Linked DNA regions of Mus musculus: region 1 is linked to region 2. A link is a contact called in public promoter capture Hi-C data. All regions are on one chromosome and are shown on one strand. The core of a region is the stretch at or near the end of the contact, and the rest is flanking DNA. Distances in the headings are between cores, read along the strand shown. Region 1 has its middle 15 kb from the start of Gm40094. Region 2 holds the start of Tdrkh (tudor and KH domain containing protein).

Region 1 (6,356 bases), core at 3,256-5,755, 390 kb before region 2:
TAGCTCCGTGGGCACGTGACCTGTGCTGTTCCAAAGCAGCCTGGCTCTCAAGGGTCCCAGGCTTGCTTCAGTGCTTTGCTGACCTTACTGTATGGGAACTCTTATGAACAAGGGCTCCTGTCATTTTATTTCGCACTGAGCTATAAACTATGGAACTGTTCCTGTGTGTCTGTAATTTCACGAATGAGATCATATACACATCACTCTGAACTTTGCTTCTCTTGTCTGTTCTGTCTTTTCCTTTAAAGAACTCTGACAATCTTCTCTCTCTCTCTCTCTCAATTTAGGTATTTTAAAAATGTTATTTATTTGTATTATGTATGTGAGTACACTGTAGCTGTGTTCAGACATACCAGAAGAGGGCATTGGATCCATTACAGATGGTTGTGAGCCACCATGTGGTCACTGGGAAATGAACTCAGGATCTTTGGAAGAGCAATCAGTGCTCCTAACCACTGAGCCATCTCTCCAGCCCTAGCAATCTTCTCTTATTAACATATACAAATCTGTTTTCTTCTAACAGCCCAACACCCATAGTACAGGTAGGAGTATTACAATGTATGTATTGACTCTCCTATTATGACCCTTACTTTATGTGAAAATTTTTGGAGTTTTAGAAATTATTGATCTGGGCATGGTAGCAAACACTTTGTAATCCCCGTACTTTAGAGGTAGACAGGAAGACCAGTGTAGGCTCAAGGCAGTCTTGTATATGCAGCCAGCACCATATAGAGACATGCCATTTAAAAAAGGTGGGGGAGGGGAGGCTGGAGAGATGGCTAAGCAGTTAAGAGCATCGGTTGCTCTTGGTTGCTCTTTTAACAACCCAGGTTCAGTTCCTATCACCCACATGGCTGCTCACAACTGTCTATAACTCTAGTACCAGGGAATTTGATGCTGTTTTTCTGACTTCCATGAGCAACTGGTACGCACATGGTACATAGACATACATGCAGGCAAAACACCTATACGCATAAAATAAAAATAAATCTTTTCTTAAAAAAAGGAAAAGGAGAAAAGAAATGCTAAAAGGACTATGTATGTTTATACACAGCATGCACTTTGGCAGACCTCAAAATTATACTCGTCCACTGCTGTAGCAATGGGATTTGTCAGTGAGTCAAAATATAATTGTATTTTCAAATGACGGTTATTGGATGGTTGGTCACCAAAAAGACTGAGACTCTTCACTCCTACCAGGAACACTTGAGGATGCCTGTTTTTCTCACAGTGTGCTAGTGCCCGGCGTTTCCCAACCTGAAAACAAAACAAACAAACAAACAGACAGAACAGCAGTGAAACCCTGCCAACCTGATAGACAAAGCAATGAGGTCTTGGAGTTGCTCTGATTCGCATCTGTTTGATTATGTGTGAAGCAGAGGGCTTTCCTCTGTTTTGTGTTGGCTGTGTTCTTTTTGTGAAACTACGAGTAGGAACAAAATGCGTCTTGTTTCTTTCCTTTGTTCATCTTTCCATTAGATTCCTGTCTGTAGTTGGTGCTGGTGCCAGAGACTGGACCCAAGGCCTTGTGCATAAGAAGCTGTTCTGCCATTGAGCGCCAGTGGACTCGACAACAGCAGTGCCTTGATTAGCCTCCCCAACCCGGAATTCACATAGTGACAGGCCCTTCCCCTAGAGCTTAGCATGCCAAACTATCACAATCAAGATTTCATTAGGAACTAGAACAGGTAGCCCAGGCTGGCCTCAAACTTTCTGTGTAACCAAGGATGGCCTTGAACTCCTGGTTGTCTTTCCTCTACCTTCCAAGTGCTGAGATTATAGGTGTTTGCCACCATGCCAAGGTTATTATCATTTAGTGGTGTGTGTTCTTTTGACAAGGCCTCATTATTTAGCTCAATCTTGCCCTGAATTTATGAAAATTCTCCTTCCTTGGCCTCTCAGATACTGGTATTACAGCGTGTACCACCATGCCCTGCTCAGTTTTCCAATTCTTTATATCTTAATATTAGTAGTATGACATATTTATAACGATTACTGCTACTAGCTAAAGGACAAACTTTTTCTTTTCTTAGTTTCTTTAAATTATGTGTGTGGGTGTTTTGCTTGCATGCATGTCAATGCATCACTTGTGGCCTTGTGCCTGTGGAGACCAGAAGGCAGCGCTGCACACCCGAGACTGGACTTACAGTTTTGAGCCTTGTGTAGGTGCTAGGAATTGAACCCTGGTCCTCTAGAAGAGCAAGCACCCAGTGCTGTCATGTCAGCCCCTGAGGCATCTCTCCAGCCTCCTTCATTTCTAATTTAGTGTCTTCTTTCTGTTCCAGGATCCTATCCAGGACATTATATATATTTTTCATTTTACTTATTCATATTTGTTTCAGCTGCTCGGTTGTAGCAGAGGACTTTCTGCTGCTTGTGCACAGCTGTCATTTCTGATCATCTTGCTGAGTGGTCAGAGTGAGACTCCTTCTGTACCAGCCCTGTCCAGGACAGAGTCAGCCAGAGCTGGAATCCAAGCTGCTAGCCCTTGCTGCCTCCTGCCTCCTCCCTCTTCTCTAGGTTCTCAGAGATTCCCGTCTTAACTCTTTTTGTTCCCTGCACAATCTGACCTAAGCCTAGCAGTGACCAATCTTCTCCAAAGTCCAGTGTTATTTCCCAGCGGACCTTGCTGAAGGCTGGGCCCACTCCGCATAGTCCATCAAGTTGCGCTGCACTTAAGTATTTGTTTTAGATGTTTCATATTTGGGATAGGTACTAGGTTTGTTTGGTTTTTTTTTCCTTTGATTTTAAAATTTATTTTGATTTTATTTGTGCATGTGTGTGTCAGGGGTTGGGGGTAAGAATGCATATGCATGTAGGTGCCTTTAGAAGCCAGATGAGGTATCTGTAGTTACAGGCAGTCTGTGAGCTGCTAAATGTAGGTACTGGGACCCAAATTCCTTCCTCATGATTGAGCAGCAAGCCCTTTTAATCACTGAGCCATCTTTTCAGCACTGGCTTGGTTTTTATTATTAATACCATCATTTTTTGTTTGATATTTATGGTGTTTTACTTTCATGTATGCTTGTGCACCACATGCGTGCCTGGTGCCTTCAGAGACCACAAGAGGGCACTGAATCAGATGGAACTGTGGTGGGTACTTTATAAACGTGAACTGAATGAGTGGCTAAATCTATGTTGTCAGCTGATAAATCTATTCTGGTGAACTCATAGGCCTTTGCCATCTTATTATTATAGTTGATTTTGTTATTAGATTTTACTTTAGATTTTATTTACTTTATTATATGCATGTTTTGCCTGTGTGTATATCTGCATATATATATATATATATATACATACATATATACATACACTATATATATACATATACACACATACACACACTATATAGATATAGATATAGATAGATATAGATATAGATATAGATATAGATATAGATATAGATATAGATATAGATATAGTGTGTGTGCGTGTGTGCCTGTATGTATGTATGTATGTATGCCATGTATGTGCTTGATCCCCTGGGAAATCAGTCAGAAGAGGGCATCAGGTCCCCTGGAACTGGAGTCCCAGACTCTAGGTTGTGAGCTTCCATATGGTTCTAAGAAGTGAGCCTGAGAAGCAGCATGAACAACAGAACCAATTCCCCAGGCCCTCTGACTCCACTCAGTAGCCCAGGCTGCTCTAATTCACAGCTGTCCTCTGGTATTACAGATGTGAGCCACAGTGCCCATCTGGGTTTCCTAATTGGTAGTCTCTGGTATAATTCCAAGCAAAGAGTCACTCCTCACATTTGGGTGATTGAGGGCTGTGAGAAGTGGAGACAAGAACTCTGGGTTAGAGAGGTGACACGCTGGGGAAGCCCGTGCACCTACTTTGTGCCCTAATCAGAGATGAGACAGGCAGGCGCAGAGACCCGGAGAAAGTGGGAGACAGACTTGGTTTATGGATGAGAGGCCAGGATTGACAGAGTTGTCTTGATTTAGAAGCCAAAGTAGAAAGTATGAACGTGAATGAACCCCTGAGGGAGAGGAGCCAGGGACAGAGGAAAGACCTTCCCCACGGTTAGGGAACAGGGAAGAAACACCCAGTTCAGGGGAGGTCATGGGCCTGGTGAAGATTATAGAGCCCGCAGCAGTGGCAAAGGCAAGGAGAAAAGAGGATACACAGGTGGGAATAACCCACAAGTTACCGACGGGCAGCATCAAGAGTCTAACTTTTAGTTTCCTCACAGAAAGAAGCACAAGAACTTAATTCAGGCGGGCGAAACGCACTGTTTTGACTTCTGCTCCACACCCTGAGCCTGAAACAGTGTGGCACCAGGTAGCAGCAATTTATTAAATACGGCTGAATCGTGGCGAAGAACAGGACTTCAATCTAGATGCTAGAAGGATAGGCCGGCAGGACAAAGGAGCTCCTGTTTTCTCCTCGCCACGGGGAATGTTGAAATAGCAAAGACCTCACGCCTAATAACCTCAAGCAAGAAGCAGAGCTACTGGGGAGCCAAGGGCAGGAATCTCTCCAGCTTCCACACTGAGTAGCCGCTGCTAGCTGGCCCAGAATCCCCACTGAGCTCAGCCCTCTGCATTCCCGCTGAGCCCTGTGTTCAGTGAAGAGAGAGAGCCAACCGTGTAGTGACAAGATTGCTGTTAATGAGCTAGTGAGCACCTGCCAAGCGGGTGGGTAGCACGTTAGTTTTCTTTCCTGACTACTTTCGCAGAATTTTTTTTTTTTTTGTAAGTGACTCATCTTGTTTCATTACTCATAGTACAAATTTGTGAGCTAATAAGAGGTCAAAACTCAGGGAAAACAGATCCACCCTGTACCTCCAAATTCTACAATTGCTATCTTGCCTGTAGGAGGGATTCCATAGATGTATACACACATGGGAACTTTCCCACAGTACACTTTACATTTGAAGCTGTACCATTTGTCAAACATACTTTAATAAGCTATTTTCCAAAAAGAAAAAAAATTCCCAGTAAAAATTTTAAATCACACAACTTAGATATTTAATTTATATATGCTTATTTGTATATAAAATTCATCTAATTCATGTTTGTACTCAAATAAATTTGTTTTGAAATAAGATTTTTTTTATCCCCGTTCTGGTGCAAAGGAAGAAAGCCAGGGCCTCTCCCACGATACACAGTGCTCTACCTCTAAACTACATCATAGCTCTAAAATCAAGAGATTATTTTCAGGGAAAACAAAGGAAAGCCCAGAGAGACAAGACATAAAGCACGCCATTGTGGAATTTCTAGACATTCTAGGATAAGAACCTCTCCCTTTTCTGAGAACCAAAGGAGAAAAGTATTTTGTTAGTGGGGTTGAGAACTTTTGCAAACTTTTTGTTATTTTTATTTAACTGGTCTTTGTCTTGAATCTGCAGAAAACCCTCCTGGTTACAGCCCAAGGAAGGGATGACTTTCTCCTGGGAAAGCCGGAAACTCTGCATCCCTTTCTGCTGTCCCAGGACTCCATTGCTCTAGGTGTGCTATAGGATGTGAAAGACCAGGGTGGCCCACCCACTTTCTAGAAGAATCCAGGCCCCAGTTCCCAGTTTCTCTGCATCTAGAATGTAGCAAGCAATCAGAACTCCACAGAGGAAAGCTTCACAGGACTTTCTGAAGAGTGTTGGAAATCTTCTCCCCAAATTTAATCACCAGTGGCCAAGCTTTAACAACTCCTGGTTGGGTCTCCATCATTGCAGTCTTTGGGGTTTGATAACAGACCACAAACACAAACACTTCTGGGTTCTGTTTCAAATCCTAGAGACAAGTTGGTTGAGGTGGTGGTTCTTCTTCTTCTTCTTCTTCTTCTTCTTCTTCTTCTTCTTCTTCTTCTTCTTCTTCTTCTTCTTCTTCTTCCTTCTTCTTCTTCTTCTTCTTCTTCTTCTTCTTCTTCTTCTTCTTCTTCTTCCTTCTTCCTCTTCCTCTTCCTCTTCTTCCTTTTCTTCTCCTCCTCCTTTCTTTTCTCCTTCTCCTAGATTTATTGTGTATGTGATATGTCTGTACATCACATACAATGAAGTGCCCAAAGAAGCCAGAGGCCAGAAGAGCACATCAGATCCTTTGGAACTGGAGTTACAGATGATGGTGTATTGCAGTTGTGGTAAAAACTGTACTCAGGTCCTCTGCAAGAGAAGTCAGTGTTCCAGACTGAGCAGTGGGAGTGCACACCTTTAATCCCAGCACTTGGGAGGCAGAGGCAGGCGGATTTGAGTTCGACGTCAGCCTGGTCTACAGAGTGAGTTCCAGGACAGCCAGGGCTATACCCTGTCTCAAAAAAACAAAACAAAAAGGAGGAGGAGGGGGGGGGAGAAGAAGAAGAAGAAGAAGAAGAAGAAGAAGAAGAAGAAGAAGAAGAAGAAGAAGAAGAAGAAGAAGAAGAAG
Region 2 (6,319 bases), core at 2,837-5,336:
TAAAAAATAAATGTGCTGAGGATCTACTGTCTCAGTCACTTTACATACATTATTCAATATTAATATAACCTTTAAGGTAGGAAATAATAACCTCATTTTTACAAAGGTACACATCTACCTGAAAAGTTTATTTAACCTATCACCTAAAGTTGAGTTGTTATTTGCTCATGAAAAGTCTTAAGTGATTTCAGAAGATTCTTAACTTTCCTTTTACTTAAACTTTCAGGGTAATAGTATATAATTCTTTATTTTGATCAATTTCAATCCAAAAATTAATAACCATCTGGGCGTGGTGGCACACACCTTTAATCCCAGCACTCGGGAGGCAGAGGCAGGCGGATTTCTGAGTTCGAGGCCAGCCTGGTCTACAAAGTTGAGTTCCAGGACAGCCAGGGCTACGCAGAGAAACCCTGTCTCGAAAAAAACAAAAAATTAATAACCACTTGCAGAAAACATTATAGATGATAAAAATTAAACAATGTCATTCTAGGTATTATGATATAGTAGTACAGAATATAATGTGTCCAGGCAAGGTGACATACTCCTACAATCCTAACACTTGGGAGTCTGAGCCAGAATGACTGCCAGTTGAATATCAGCCAGGGCTACACAGGGAGGCTCCACCTTAAAACTAAACTCAACCATAGTGTGTGTGCATGTTTTGAGACAGGGGTCTCACTATATAGTCTTGGCTGGTCTGGAATTCACTATGTAAACCAGGTTGCCCTAAAACTCAAGAGATCCATATGCCTCTGCCTCCAGGTGCTTGAATTATAGGCATGTATGTAAACCACTATACCAGGCCAAAATGTAGTTTTTAATGAAAACTGCTTAAGAATGAGTAAATATAGTTTGTTATAATTTGCATCCAGGTATAAAAATTCAACCCAGATAATAATAAAAGTACTGGGTTGGGGAAATGCTATAAGCCCAAGGACCAGAGTCTGGATTCTCAGAACCCATGTGATCTCAAGTAGTGGCTATCTTCAATCCTATGCCTCAGAGGCAAAGACTGGATCCCTAGGGTTAACTGGCCAACTAGACTAGACAAAATTGGTGGGTTTAATGAGGGAACCTGTCTCAATAAATAAAACAGAGAAATTGAGGAAGACACTTGAGTGTCAACTTTAGGCTTTCACAAGCTCTAGCATCTACACATACATATGTGCCCATGAACATATGAACATGCATATAGGTGTGTGCACATATAAAATTAAAATGTCTTCAACTTCAAAAAATAACTTTTGTTCTAAGTAAGGTTAATAACATACTCATCAATACAGAACCTACTCTGCAATAAAACTGATATAAATGTGCTCCCCCTAAAAACCTAGATTAAAAAAAAATCAAGAGAGAGAAGAGACTAGTATGGAAATCTCATTGCCAGGAGCGAATATAAACTGGTATTAGAGATGGATTTTTATTTTTCTACTGGTATTACAATTTGCATCTGGAAGTGTAGCTTAATAGTAGGATCCCAAGTCTGTGTCTTAAGGTCCCAAGCTGCAGCACCCCCACAACAACCACAGAATCTTGCACAAACATTTGCATCTGGTCTTATAGAGGTCCCCAATTTGATCCCCACACCCACATCAGGTAACTCCAACTCCAGGAGATCTGACACCCTTTTCTGGCCTCCACAGTCATCCACACACATATATAAATAAAAGTAAGTTAATCTCAGAGAAAAAGATACTGTATATTTATCTCTTGCCAATTTACTCAAATTAATAGAGTTCCAATATAGACTTGGTTCTGAGAACATAGTAGACAAGAAAAACTTAGCTGTTTTCAAGGAACTTTTTGGATGACAAGGGAGGCGTGCATACCCTAGAGGAAAATCAAAGTAAGTCCAGCTCGATGTATTTTCATGTTCTTATTTTATGCTACATTTGATCTCATAATTCATGTTATATGGCGTAGAAATCAATTTTAGAACTGGGCTGGATCTTAAAAGATTCTTTTGTTCCATTCATGTTAAAACTGAGGAAACTGGGGCTTAGAAATATAAAAAGATTTTCCTTAAGATAACTAGTCCACCAGTTTTAGAATATGCAAGGGAAATAACTGTTCTGAAGGTCAGTCATTAGTGTCTCTTTATAGAAGCCCATAGCACTAGTTTTTCAGTTTTGAAACTATCAGAATCATAGTTAAGAATATCTGATATTTTTCTGAATCTGCATCCAAATTTCCTAAATCCTGACTTTCACAGTGTCCCAAACTTACATTCTCAGCACATGTCAGGCTGCTTTTTAATCACATTTATTTATGTCCATGCAAGTAAGTGTCCTGGCATGAATACAGAGGTTGGAGGACATTTGGGAATCAGTTGTCTTGACAACTGTGTGTCAAGACAGAAGTGTGATGGTCAGTGGACAGTTCTGTGGAGTTGGTTCTCTCTTAGTCTCAATCGTCATTTTTGATGATTGACTTCATCAAGTTTCCCTTTGTTGCATTAACCATCTTATTGGCCCCTGTAATTCTTGATTAATGACTCTGTCTGTTATGAGAATGAACTGAAAGTAGTAGTAACAGACCAATAGATATCTAGTGCATGTATCCATAATAGAAAAACCAGAGCATGAATTGGTAGTACAAATACTGAAGACCTAGCAATTGATTTATGGTAAGGTAGAGGGCAAAGTAAAGGAGTTAGTTATAAAGTTTCTGAATGGGACACCTGGTAGATGGTATGCCAGAAAACACTGATTTTTGTGGACGGAGTATATGTCACAGGGTAAATGCCTGTGACGAGGACAGGTTTGCTGGGTGATATCCATTTGAACCAACAGGCAAATCTAACCAGATATTACAAGTAAATTTGTGCTAAGTGTGTTACTAAGGGATAATATCATAAGGGATAGGCTAGTGAACTCAAATCAGGCAAACCAACCAGGATTTTACTTAAAACACCAAAGCGGTCTGAGCCTGGTGTGACAACACATGCATATAACCCCAACAGAGAGGAGGTGGAGACAGAAAGAACTAGAGCCTAAATTCATTCATAACAAGTACAAGGCCACTGTGGGTGACATGAAATCCTGTTTGGGAGTGGTGATGGTAAGGAAGCCAGGTGTCCAATCTCCCAAATACCAGTACCTGAAAGGTGGAGGTAGAAGGATCAGCAGTTTAAGGATGGCTACAGGACAAGTTCTTGACCAGTCTGGGTTAACTACAAGAGATGTCTCAAAAACCAACCAATCAGCTGGAGAGATGGCTAAGCGGTTAAGAGCACTGACTGCTCTACCAGAGGTTCTGAGTTCAACTCCCAGCAACCACATGGTGGCTCACAACCATCTGTAATGGGATCTGACGCCCTCTTCTGGTGTGTCTGAAGACAGCAGCGATGCACTCACATATATAAAATATATAAACCTTAAAAAAACAAAAACAAAAACAAAAACCAACCAACCAACCAACAGGCAAATCTAACCAGATATTACAAGTAAATTTGAGAAAGGAAGATTGATAGACAATCAATCCAATCTAGAGCGTTCTGGTGCTGGCCTGTACTGTACTTCCACCACTTCAGAGGCAAGGGCTGGAGGATTTTGAGTTCAAAACCAGCTGACTGTCACAGGCTCCGCCACTAAAAGAAAACAAAACACCTTGCAACAAAACACCCTGCAGCTACAAACAGTCACTGGACTAAGTTGAGGAAGGTAAAAGGCAAATTAATAAAAGGTCCCTCGTTTCAAAGAGAGCCGGCTTAGGAGTGCTGAGTTGTGGTGAACGTCCTATCAATCCTGGGGGCCTAGCTCCCCGGCCCAGAGCCCCTGATCTGAGTCTGGTTATTAGCTCCCAGCACAGCTGCCCCACGCGGTGATCCGCGAGGGCCTCACTCCTAGCCCCCAAGTGTCCCACGCCTCCCGACCCTCAGTCCCGCGCTTCGGTCTTCCAATTGCCAGGGTCCCTACCGCTCTGCTTCTCCCACACCCCAAACTTCCCTCTCGCGCCCTGCCTTTACCGCTCCTCCAGAGTTGCGCGCTCTGCGCTTCGCCTCGCACCTCACCCCCGCCGCCGCCGCCCTGTCGCTCCCTCAGCGCAGCCGCCTAGCGGGTCGCTTTTCAGCAGCCGCTTGTTCCGCCCCCGCAGCGCATCCTCACCAATCAACGCTCACTTTGAAGTCTGACCAATCGCGCTCCTCCGCCGCAGCCAATCCTTCTGCGGACTGCCGTGAGCGACGTGGCTGGTGCGCGCTCAAGTCCAATTACCCGGATGAAAATCCAAGCCCGCCCACGTCCACAGCCAGTTAGAGCCCGGGGAAGCCGATGCTTTTAATGGAGCTCGCACCTGCTGAGAATTAAACAGCCAATTAGAGGCTTCTGGAGTCCTCGGTCCTCCTCTAGGAGGTTGTGCTGCTTTAAGCCGCGAGGGACTTTGGCGCTCCGAGGGTCGGGGGATTGGGTCACTCGTGGGTGTCCCGAGGCCTACGGAGTCATTCCGCGGCCAGCGGCCTTGGGGGAAGCCACCTCCTGATTGCGGCGCCACTTTATCTGTTAAGAATTTCTGCCTGGATGGACCCCCTACCCCCATCTTAGCCAGGGGACAGGAAAGCAACTATGTTAAAGGAGTGAAATGGGGGCGGGCGCTGCACACGCCACGTGGACCGAAAGTCACCGTGGCCACCACCTGGGTAAGGCAGCTATGGGAGGAGCGCGCCAGCAGGGGCCCCCTGCCTTGCCCCGGGGCCGTGGACCTGTGGAAGGGGGAGGATTTGGCAGGCAGCGGTTTGCTTGAAAAACTGAATTCCAGCCGCCGTCTGGGTCGTTCCCGAACCGTTAGGAACGGTTGGCCCTGCTACCACCTTCACTTTGAGGCGAGGGCACAGTCGCTCCGAGTCTCCAGGAGATGTTTTGTGCTGGCACATGATGAATACTCATTAAACATTTGTTGAGTGAACATAGCTAGCATTGTGTCTGACCCAGATGTCTTTGGGTCAATTTCCTATTATTATTATTATTACCACTACTACTGTTATATGTTGCTATGTTGTCCAGGCTGTTCTCAAATTTTGTTCCCTTAGGCTCTTGAGTAGCTGGGCTTGCAAACATGCTCGCCTTCTAGTCATCCAAAATATATATTTGGGTAAATAATACATGCACTTTCAAGAAGATTCACAAGTAACAAAAGGTTATTGAAGAAAATGTCCCTTCAGAGGCAACCAGTACAACCAGTTTCTTGGGAAATTTTTCATCCCACACTTAAAATACACGTAAATGTATTTTTGCACAGCTGAAAACATGCTATAGATATAATTTTATAACTTCCTTTTTATATATGTTAGTGTTTCAAAGCAACTACCTTTCTGACTCTTAGTTAAATCTCAAGATATGACAGGGATATAGAAGATGTATTTAACCAGAACTTTTAACATGTTTACTTTTAAGCATACTTCACTTTGCACTTTAATTTTTTTTTTTTTTTACTTATAAGACACAGTATCTCTATATAGTCGTGGATGGCTTGGAACTCTTTGGGTGGACCAGTTTTGTTTTGTTGTTTTGAGACAGGGTCTCTCTTTGTAGATGAGGCTGGAATCAAACTTAGAGATGCACCTGGGCATGTATCACCATGCTCAGATTAATTTTGCTTTTAAATGACTATCCCCATGGTAACTACTTAACGAATACAAACATTAGCTCAAAGAATTGTGCCTTGTTATTTCATTTGAATGTACACAGCTTTGCAAAGATTTTCCCACAAACATTTTTTCCAGTTTTTATTCAGTTAACAATATTTGAAAAGGCTTTGATTTAGTATTGCCAGATTGCCTTCCACAGAAGTTTAAAAAGTTTTGCACCTACCAGGCATGCATGAAAAGGACCTGTATGATAGCATACTGACACCATATGTTGTCACACAGCCTGATTTTTTTTTTTTGGACAACCCAATAATAGAAATTAACATGTTATTGCAACTTTGATTTTCATTTCATTTATTGTAAGTAAGGCTGCATGTAATGTGTTTAAGTTGTACTTTATGCAAGTTGTTTACATGCTTTGTTAATATTTTACTACTTACTAAATCCTAATAGTTATTCATTGTACATATGTTAGAAGTAAGCACTTCCCTCTCTTTCAAGTTTACTCTGTTTTCCATTTTTATTTAAATCTTATTTTTATGAGTATTTTGCCCGCATGCATATATGTGCACCATGTGTGTGCCTGGTGCCTACAGAGGCTTGGATCCACTGGAACTGGAGTGACAAGTGGTTGTGAGCTGTCATGTGAGTGCTGGGAACTGAACCAGAGTCCTCTAGAGAATAGTAGCCAGTGTCTTAACTGGTAAGCAATCTTTCCAGCCTCTATTCTATGTA

The links. Promoter capture Hi-C pulls out the DNA fragments that hold promoters and counts their contacts.
Region 1: a promoter capture Hi-C map of the HPC-7 cell line shows a contact between it and region 2. The contact joins the enhancer-like site here to the promoter of Tdrkh in region 2. A contact is called at or near these places in 16 of 39 promoter capture datasets (the 3T3-L1 cell line, 3T3-L1-derived adipocytes, the C10 cell line and 10 more), 2 of 115 datasets of contacts at active chromatin or transcription factors (craniofacial prominence and pancreatic cancer cells) and 1 of 9 other capture datasets (embryonic stem cells).

The regions. Positions count from the first base shown.
Region 1 is chr3:94,802,515-94,808,870 of GRCm38.p6, reverse strand. No RefSeq gene overlaps it. Among named protein-coding and RNA genes, the nearest start is that of Gm40094, 15 kb to the left of the region's middle. Within about 2 kb of position 4,505, at least 58 of the 459 cell types and tissues checked have an H3K27ac peak or open chromatin away from gene starts, as enhancers often do. A contact at or near this core is called in 3T3-L1-derived adipocytes and pancreatic cancer cells, where this site is marked.
Region 2 is chr3:94,411,011-94,417,329 of GRCm38.p6, reverse strand. Tdrkh (tudor and KH domain containing protein) reads right to left here and starts at 4,086. Exons shown (of 14, transcript NM_001357711.1): 1 at 3,968-4,086. 1700040D17Rik (RIKEN cDNA 1700040D17 gene) reads left to right here and starts at 4,375. Exons shown (of 2, transcript NR_152121.1): 1 at 4,375-4,636.